3 separate regions of the Gossypium hirsutum genome follow, and all the other regions are linked to region 2. The links are chromatin contacts, called in public Hi-C maps. All regions are on one chromosome and are shown on one strand. Each heading gives the region's core, a stretch centred on a gene start, on an enhancer-like site or on the middle of the called end of the contact. The rest is flanking DNA. Distances are from core to core; before and after follow the strand shown.

Evidence for each region. A called contact is a pair of places that touch in the nucleus more often than the background predicts.
Region 1: a Hi-C map of leaf shows a contact between it and region 2, with 2.4 times the contacts expected there. The contact joins the promoter of LOC107897572 here to the promoter of LOC107898672 in region 2. A contact is called at or near these places in 5 of 34 Hi-C or Micro-C datasets (callus and leaf).
Region 3: a Hi-C map of leaf shows a contact between it and region 2, with 6 times the contacts expected there. The contact joins the promoter of LOC107915016 here to the promoter of LOC107898672 in region 2. A contact is called at or near these places in 6 of 34 Hi-C or Micro-C datasets (fibers, hypocotyl, leaf and 1 more).

What each region holds. Positions count from the first base shown.
Region 1 is chrA11:55,677,225-55,680,297 of Gossypium_hirsutum_v2.1, reverse strand. LOC107897572 reads left to right here and starts at 1,573. Exons shown (of 2, transcript XM_041081988.1): 1 at 1,573-1,812; 2 at 2,341-3,073. The coding sequence starts at 2,402.
Region 2 is chrA11:55,074,210-55,077,241 of Gossypium_hirsutum_v2.1, reverse strand. It overlaps LOC107898672, which reads right to left and starts at 1,504. Exons shown (of 23, transcript XM_041081984.1): 1 at 1,359-1,504; 2 at 720-802; 3 at 12-521. The coding sequence starts at 767.
Region 3 is chrA11:54,267,579-54,271,007 of Gossypium_hirsutum_v2.1, reverse strand. LOC107915016 (zinc-finger homeodomain protein 2) reads right to left here and starts at 2,158. Exons shown (of 2, transcript XM_016844141.2): 1 at 815-2,158; 2 at 251-506. The coding sequence starts at 1,520. The coding sequence ends at 448.

The sequences.
Region 1 (3,073 bases), core at 324-2,823, 600 kb before region 2:
AAATTAATTTTTTATTACTCAATCTTAACCGTATTTAAAATTTAATGAAATTACTGATAATTTTTTTATTAGTTTAATAACAAATTTAACTCAAATTTATCAATAAAAAATTTAACAAATCTAACCTTCACAAAATGACAAATAAATGGGCATCCCAGCTAGAGATATTATCCTACAAATCTACCTCTTCTGGATGGAATTCGGTGCTTCAATCTCTGAGTTATGGGGTGAGGATGGGCAATGGCTGCGGAGCAGTTTTTCAATGTGAAATTGCTGGTGGAACAAGTTGGGGTTCGGGTGGAAGTGGCGAGAGGCATAACCTGTGAAGTGAAGAATGAAGAAGTGGCAGCCAAGATTGAATTGGTGACGAGCGATAGCGAGAAAGGAAAGGAGATGATCGAGAGTGCCATTAAAAAATATGACGTGGAGGAAGGTTTCAAGGGCTCTTCTGCGAAAGCCATGGAAAATATTCAATTTAAGTTCATTTTAAACATTTTTTTACCTTTAACCCCATCAAAAATCACAAAATTTTATTTTGATACCTAATGTCCAATTCCTGACTTCGGATAGAAGTTAAACCTAAACTTAAACAGTAAAAAAGGAATTATTTTGATAGAGCAACAGGTCAAAAAGTTTACAATTTTTTTTAAAAAAATTAAAACCCTTCATTTTGTAAATGTTGATGATTAAATTTATTGATTTTTTTTAGAATTTGAACTAAAATAAAAAAAATTTAGAAACATTGAGAGTTAATTTTGTTAATTTTTTTTATATTTAAAGTCAAATTAATAGAATTTATAAACATCAGAGGGCTAAATTTATTATTAGACCAATACAAAAACCTAACGTTAGCACTCTCGTCAAAATTCAAATAGTTGTTAACATTCTATGACCAAAAAAAAAAGATTTCAAATTGTTTACTGACTAAATTAGAAAATTTAAAAGTTTAATGATCAAAATAAAATGTAAGTAATAGTTTAGTGACCGTCTTTGTACTCTATCATTAAAAATTTATGAAAATTTAAAAATATTTAAAGTTAAAAAGAAACACTGGTTAGTGCTCATCAACTCTGATCAATGGTCAGGTAATACCTAGTCAACATCGGTCAAATATTGGTCAACTATCAGTCAACATTGATCAACTATGGTCAACTATTGATCAAAGTATTTTTTTTTATTTTTTAAATTTTTAATATAAAAGTTTTAATTTTAATAATCATTAATGCCGCATGGCTCATTCTAATTAGTTGGATGTGCCACTTGGCAAATTCTGATTAACGTCATATATCACTGAATTCTTTGACACTGTTATAAAAATTGGACTAAATCAAGTAACAAAATAATAATTTATATACCAAAATGAGACAAGAAAAAATCTTAAATACTAAAGTGGAAAAAGAGGTATAATTCGGGGCGAAAATAAGCATTAACCCTGTATATTATATAATAATTCTTTTAAAAAAATAATTAAAAATTAAATCTGATAGATTTTAATATATTAATTTATGAGCGATTTAAAAAGCCCTTTGTCCAACCCTAAACCCAATTTGGACTCCCTAACGGCTAGTCCATTTTCAAATTTTCCCCGTGGAAGGCATACACCGTGAACTCTCCGTCCAATTAATTTAAAATTTCCCCACTCTCCCTAACGGCTCTCTCTGCACCACTTTCTCTGTCATTCCTTTTCCTTTATTTTTCCCATATTTTCTCTTTGTATGTTTAGTAAATGCGGAGAACCAGAAGATCACCGAAGGAAGTAAAACTTGCAGTCAAGCCTCCTCAAATGGCTAATCTATAATCCCAAGACTAAAGGTACTTCTTTGGGTCTTTTGATTTATTTTTTTCCCCTATGTTTAATTTGAAAATAAAAATAACTCAAGAATGTTTAAAATATGTGACCAAAATGATGGCTTTTTCCCCCTTTGGCTTAGTCCTCGTGGGGTAATTACTAATTTGTTGTTGCACTGCGAAGTTTTCTTTAAAAATCTTTGTATCTTGGTGTTACGGGACTTTAGGGTTTTAGGTATTTGGAATTTTTTTTTATTTTAATGTTTCATTTTGTTTTCGTTTTGCTGCTATCTGTTTGTTTCCTCTTAAAACTATAGAAAATAAAACGATATTAGGTCTTGGATTTTCTTCAGAAAATAAAATATATTTCAGTTTACAGTGAGGGTTTTCTGCATTTTAAAGGAATTCTGGCGGATAATACTAATTATATGCTTATTTAAATATTTCATGAGTAATAAATACAGCAATGCTTTTGCTTATTTACGAGCCATTATCTTTGGGACATAATGTTAAACTTGTTAGCTAAAAGATCTGTGTTTTGCTTGCAAACAGGTCTAATTTAAGAAGAGGTTTTCAGAAAAAGAAAAAAGAAAAAAAAGAAAGAAAGAAAGAAATGGCAATGGAGAAGGTTTATGAAGAGCTAGAGGAAGTCAAATTTGAGAACGAGAAGCTAAGGTCAGATTTAAAAAGCAAAGCTGAATTGTATGAGCACTTGAAGAAGTTCCAGAATGAGCAGTCAACAAAGCTCCACGAAGCGAGTTCAAAAATCGAGAAGCAGGGGCAACAAGTTCTTGAAAAAGAGGAAGAAATCTCAGTGGTGACGCGAACTAATGAAGATCTTAAATGCAATCTGAAAGAGAAAGAATCTATCATCAAGCATTTGAATGCTGCCAACGATAAGCTGAGAGCCGAGCGTGACGGGAAGAATCAGAAACGGGAGCAGGAAATTGGAAGGTTGGTATTGGCTTTAGATGAGGCGAATGAGAAGAGTATAGATCAAGAGCAAAAAATGGACATGCTTAAGGCAGAGATTGAAGGCCTCAAAGCTCATTTGTTGGTTTCGCAGAAGAAGCATTCAGAAGCAGAGAAAAAGGCCAAAAATCAGAAGGACCTGAGAGAAAGAGATGATGTGCTGGTCAAAGTAGAGGAAGACATGAAGAAGGTTGAACATCAGCTAAAATGGAAGAAGGAGCAGTTTAAACACCTAGAAGAAGCACATGACAGGCTCCGAAATCAGTTCAAGGAGAGTGAGAAAGAGTGGGAGAAAGAAAAATGTACTTTGTTC
Region 2 (3,032 bases), core at 255-2,754:
TCAATGCCTACCCTAGAAGTAACTGTAGAAGAATAACTATCTGAATTATATGCTTCCCCAGGAGGTGCACCACCATTGTTGCTTCTATACTGCATATACGAAACTTCAGTGCTACAGGCAGAATCTGAAAATTGCTTATCTACAGTGTCCGCCTTCCCACCACAGACCTGAGCTGGTCTCTGAGCACCATTTCCTAGTTTCAGCTGAGGTCCATAATGACCATGAGCCTCTGATTTCTGCATCGAAGCAGCTGCAACATTATGCACCTTATCATCTTGTGGAGATGAAATGAACGAGTACTGCCCGTCATGGGCATGCTCTTCAGAATCAGATGAGATGTCCATGTCTGATTCTGAACCATCATCATTGCCACTAACAGGTATTATATTCTGGGATAAATGTCCATTACGAAATTTTGCAGAAGGAGGTAATCCAGCATTTCTTAAACTGGTAATAGGGTCAAGTGCTTGTTTTACTGCCATGGTCACACCGAAAAAATCTCTGTTCTTGGCAGCACCTCCCTAATACAAGTTTAAAACAATAAGATCAGACTCGACCAACACCTCAGACTACACTATATACGTAAAAACTACTTCAAACATTACCTTCACGAATCAATGAAATATCTATATATTTAAATAAACAAATGTTTGCAGCAAATACCTATACAAATGCATAAATGTATGAAATTATAGGGATAAACAACTGAAATGACTCACCGCACGAACCCATCTGAACGCATCCTTGTCAAGGCCTTGGGTGAACATTGTAAAGTTCTTCCACTTGACCTAAAATCCAACCCCTAAGAGAGAGTTTAACACCCAAATTAACACAAGCAAAAGAGCAACACTAGCAAACTAAATAATTAATAAAAGAAACTGGGGAATTCTGATCATGTTTCTTTCCTTGTCTGTCTTTCTAATCAAGCAGTGTGAAAAAAAAATAAAGTCCAAAACTTTACCAAAAAAAGTCAAAATATAGCAAAACCAAATCATTAATATGATCGATTGTTTTCTAGATGAATGGAAAAGAAAATCTATATGAAAAAGATGGAAAAGTACAAGTTTCCAGCACCGACATTCTTTTATTTTATTATTTTCCTTAAAAGGATTCCGAGAAACCAAACAGAGAAAATAAAGATGATGAGAATTCAATTCAACTTCACATGCCAAGCACTGATCAGAGTAGTAACAAAGAAACCAATTACTGAAATCTCATTAGCTTCAATGATCAAACCAGCAAAAGGATATCACTAAAACTCAATAAAATCCCTCCGCCGCCCAAAGGGGAAGAAAAAAACCTTGACTTTTGATCAAGTTTAGTAATGAAGAGAAAGTAGAGATGGAAAAACTACTCACACAAAGTGATTGTGAAAAGAGAGTGAGAATTGGAGTGACAGTGAGAGTAAAACACAAAATGGGTCTAGTTCAACAGTTCAAGCAAAATTCTTCTTAGCTTTATAAAAAATCATTTATTATATTTTTCCTTTTATGTCATCAATTAATAAGAAGAATAAATGGTTGAAGATGGAAGCGAAATTTAGGAGAGAATAAACGAACATTAAGACGGAAACATAGAACTAACGGAGAGTCGTAAAGTTAACGGGAAGCTGACGTGGCAAGTGAACGCGCGCCTCTTTATAACGGCTGGATATATTTTAATAGTTTCTTTTTCGAGCTTGGTTTGGTTGCACACAGAGGCCAAGATGGGTTACTTTAGGGCAGAGGGGACCCACGCGCATCTCAAATGGTGCTTTCAGTCCAAACTGCGGGTGTGCTGTAAATCCCCCCTGCCCAGCTATTATTTATTCCCCCACCCCACCCTGATTTTCCGCGCTTATTTAAGACTTAATCACGAAGGTATATAAATAAAGGGTAAACTTCTTAGAAACCTAAAACTTTCATTTTGATCACTCAAAGTATTAAAACTCCAAAGGTGGTTTAATGTACACATTATATCATGTTTACATTTCTATTTTAGTGAAAAAGTAATAAAAACTAAAATAATACATAAAAACTGTCAAATTATATTTGTTTATCGATTGCTGAAATTCTAAATTTTATTTTAATATTGAAATTTTAAGTTTCAAAATATCAAAAGAAATTGAATAAATTATTGATTTTTTTTGTTCATAGAAGAATGTCAACCAATTTGGTATTATAATATTAAAATTAATTAATTTAATCTTCTTTTAAATTTTAAAATTTTATTTTTTAAATTTTTAAATTTTATTTTTTGTTCTAAATTATTCTTAATGAAATAATTCATATTTAATAATTGTCTACAAAACTTAAAAAAAATTTGATTATATAGTCTCGAATCTTTCATACTAAGCTAAAAGTAAAGGAACAAATATTTGCAATTAATTAAATTAATTGTTTCTTCTTCATGTGAGTAAAGAAGTGATGAAGAAAGTATGAGTTTTATTTGGAATGGAAGATAAAATTTATTAATTTAATTAATTATAAGGATTTTTCTTTATTTTTAGCTTAGTATGAAAGATTCAATATCATATAATCAAAATAAAATTGGGTTTCACATACAACTATTAAAGTCAATAATTTTCATTGATGTTTTTTTAACATAATTTCAAAACATCAAAATAAATTAAATAAAATTGTTAAATTTTTTATCAATTGATAATGTCAACCGATTTACTACTATAATTTTGAATCTTAATATTTAAAAATTTATATTTCAAAAACCAAATTTAGCATTTTCGATAATAGGATAAACAAGTACAATTTGACAATTTTTGTGTATTATTTTAGTTCCTACCGCTTTTCACTTTAATCCTTATTTTTTTTATTCCAATCAATAATTAAAAATATACTTTTTGGGGTCATTAAAATGAAAATAATCTAAAATTTAGGTGACTAAAAAGAAAATGCAAACATGATGCGGCTTATATAGTTAACTGTTGCTAGAGATTTAACACTTGAGTGACTACAATGAAAGCGCCCTAAAAATTGAGTAACCAATTTGCAAAAAATTTATTTTGAATGACAAAAATAAAAGTATCCTAAAAATTG
Region 3 (3,429 bases), core at 909-3,408, 810 kb after region 2:
AACAGCACAAAAAGGAAGTGAAAACAAAACAAGTGTGCAACAAGGAAAGCAAAGTGCATTTGGGTGGAGGAAAGAAGGATCAAAAAGTGCATTCATTGATGATGCCATGCCATTGTATGTTTCAAACTCAAGCTCAAACCCCCTCATTTCCCCTTCCTTCCTCTCACTTTTTCCCAAGCACAATATCAATGTTAGTGCGGCAAGAAGATTTCCTTAAACAAAAAAGTTTGATTAGAAGAAGCAAAAGATCTCATGAAAAGGACCATTAACTCTGAAATTGCAGATAAACTCACGTACAAAGGAAATGTTTAATATATCATACAAGGAAAATCATGGTTAATCCAATTCCTTGCTTCTTATCCGGGTTAATTACACAAAAAAGATCTTACTCGTGAGAAGCTCATAATCCATCCCCATGCTCATAAAACTGTTAAAGCTCTTCCATGTTCACGCCTCTTGCATTGTATTGCATTGCATGTCTCCACTTTGCCTCAATGCACCATTATCTAAATCCATGTTCACATTAAAATAGAGCTTTGATATGCAACAAAATCAAAGTATATTAGAACTAAAAAAATTTCATCTCATTAGAGCTAAAATTAAGTAGCCATTAACATGATGTAACAATATTAATATTAGTAACCTACCCTTCAACATCATAATCACTACAAAAGTACTAAATGTTAACCCGCCCCCCACCCCCATAGTAACCCTAAATACTCTAACTAAAAATCCCCCCCCCAAGTTTTTCTTTTCTCATTTTTGTTTTCCACTCACTCTAAACCGTGAAGAAGGTGTTTCTAGGGTTTCTTACCAAGAGTATTCTTGTTATTGTGCATCCAAACTTTGAAAACATGCCTTTTGACCCCAGTTTCATTGCAGAACTGTTGAACAATCGCTTCATCTTGTTTTTGAATCCGCCACCCTAACCTCTCAGCCAAAGCCAACATCTTCTCCTTTTGTTCCTGCGTGAACTTTGTTCGAAACCTCTTCCTCGAACTCCCTTGATTCGAAACATCATCTTGGTCTTCCCTGCTGTGTCCTCCGCCGCCTCCTGATATCGATGGTAGGGCTAACGGCCTTTGCTGTCCAGCCATGTGGAGGAACCCCGTTGGGGGTCTAAAGTAAGGAGTGAATTGCGGTGGTTGGTGGTGGGGGTGGTGGAAGTAGAGGTCCGTCATGGGGACGGAGTGTGGGGAACCCAGGTCCGTTTCCTTACGGTGGAAGTTCCGGTGGCAGTTACAAGCTGCGCATTTAAGAGCATCGAGGGTACCTTCGGTTCCAGCTGGCATGAACTCACCGCAACCGTCGACGGCGTGACCGCCGATTCCCACCGCGTGGTTCTTCAAGCACTCTCTATACCTTGGTTTCCTCTGCTGCTGTTGCTGCTGCTGAGCCGTTGGAGTTATCGAACCCGGTTCGACACCTGACATTTTGACTCGAGATGAGTTTGCAAGCGGGTCATAACTCGGTGCCAAACCCATCTCCTCTTCTTGCTCCTCTTGATCCTCAAACTCCATTTCTCCCACCAAAGACAAAAATTTACACCCCCGCAAAAAAGAGATTTTTATAAAAAAGAAAAAGCACCCTTTTCTTCACTAATAGAGACGAAAAAGAAGATAAGAGGAGCAAGACAGTGTGACCATAATTTTTTTTTCCCCTTGAACCTGTCTTTTTATCTGCAAAAGAAGCAGTTTTCTTCTCTCTTTTCCTTTCTTTTTTTTTTTTTTTACCAAGGATCCTTCTTGATCACTCTCCCATTCCAAAACAAATATCTTTCAACTCCTCATCTCATTTATTTATGTGTTGATTGGTTTTTTTTTTTTTACTGAACTGTAAAATACATTGGGCTGGTTTATAAGAATTAGAGTGGGTACTGTGAAGATAGCAGGGCTGGGGTTTGTCCACTGTTGGGTACAGTCTGCAGAGCGGACAAAATAAAGGAATCCAACGCTTCACGCGCTAACCACGCTCTTCTCTCAACACTGAAACTTACGTTATTTATTTTGGATTGGAATGGGACCCTTTCAGATGGTGTTGTACTCTCGCGTAATCTCGTTACCGAAAGGTGGGACATGGAAGTGAGGTCAGGTGGCGCGTGAGACGGCGCGTAATGAGATAGTACGGGGGTTGCAGAAGAAGATGGGGGACACGGAATTACTTGGGGAAGCAATAAATTGTCGGCATTAAAAGCGAAGCTTGGGCACGACGTCTTACGTGTGTGCCAAAGTTTCCGACATAAGTGGTGACGCGCTGTTGGCGTCAACATGTAATTAATTTTCCCGCTAGGTTCTGTAAGAGAGAGAGAAAATTAAGGATAGAGAGGGCAATAGTAGGAGCATAAATATGGTTATTAATACTCTCCTCTGATTCGCGTGCAAGGAACGTGCTTAGTAACTCATTAGTGCGGCGGTTTGTGTTTCGAGGTCAAAAGTGTCTTTGCCAAACCCAAACCATGCAGGCATGGCATGCACACAATAGGTTGATTGGGGGAGATGTTCTTTTTCTGACTATTGCTTTTTCTTTCCTCAAAATTTAAAATAGAAATAGTGTTAGTAAAAAGCCGATTAGAAAATTTTAGGTCAAGAATTTAATTTGAATATAAAATCATAAGAAATCTACCGCTTTTCTATTGGTTCAAAATAGCATAATGTGTACATATATATTGAAAATTCGGGATAAAATCAAGAGGCCACAAGCTGTTTGACATTAATAATTAATGATTCCCCTTCCAATTCTACCCAAAATTCATGTCATATATATATATATAGATATTATCTTTAAAAATATAGAAATTAAATAAAAAATTAAAAATGTTCCACTTGTTAAACATTGATTTATAGTTAAATTTATCCTATTTCAACATTTTCATTTTTTATTTAATTTCTATATCTTTAAAGATAATATCTATGTTTTTAAATCATTATTTAAGTTCAATTAAATGATTTATAGTTTATCATCCATTAATTTAACTTAAATAAACTTCTATTTATTTAAAATAGCTTTTATATTATCTAGGTTAGTTTTTATTTTAATAATTAAATATTACCCATACTTAGTTTTTAGGTTAATTTTAAGTTTAAAAATACATATTTTCTTAATTAAACATAAATTTAAAAATTAAATAAATATAAATTTAAGTTGTTAATTTATTGATTTTATCTTAGTTAAATTTATGAAAAGATTATTAGAGATTATATTAATATTTTTACTAAAAATGGTTCGTATTTCTATTTTATTAAATTTAATATAATATCATTTCTATAAATAATATATTGGCTAATCTTAGAAAATGTACTTAGACATTTATTAGCAAAAACCTTTTTAAGTATAAAAATACGTAAGTGGTTTTATTTTTATTTTTTTAATAGAATTAATGTTAGAAAAATTAACTCCAGGTCGACTTGTTCAAGTTAAATATTTACATCC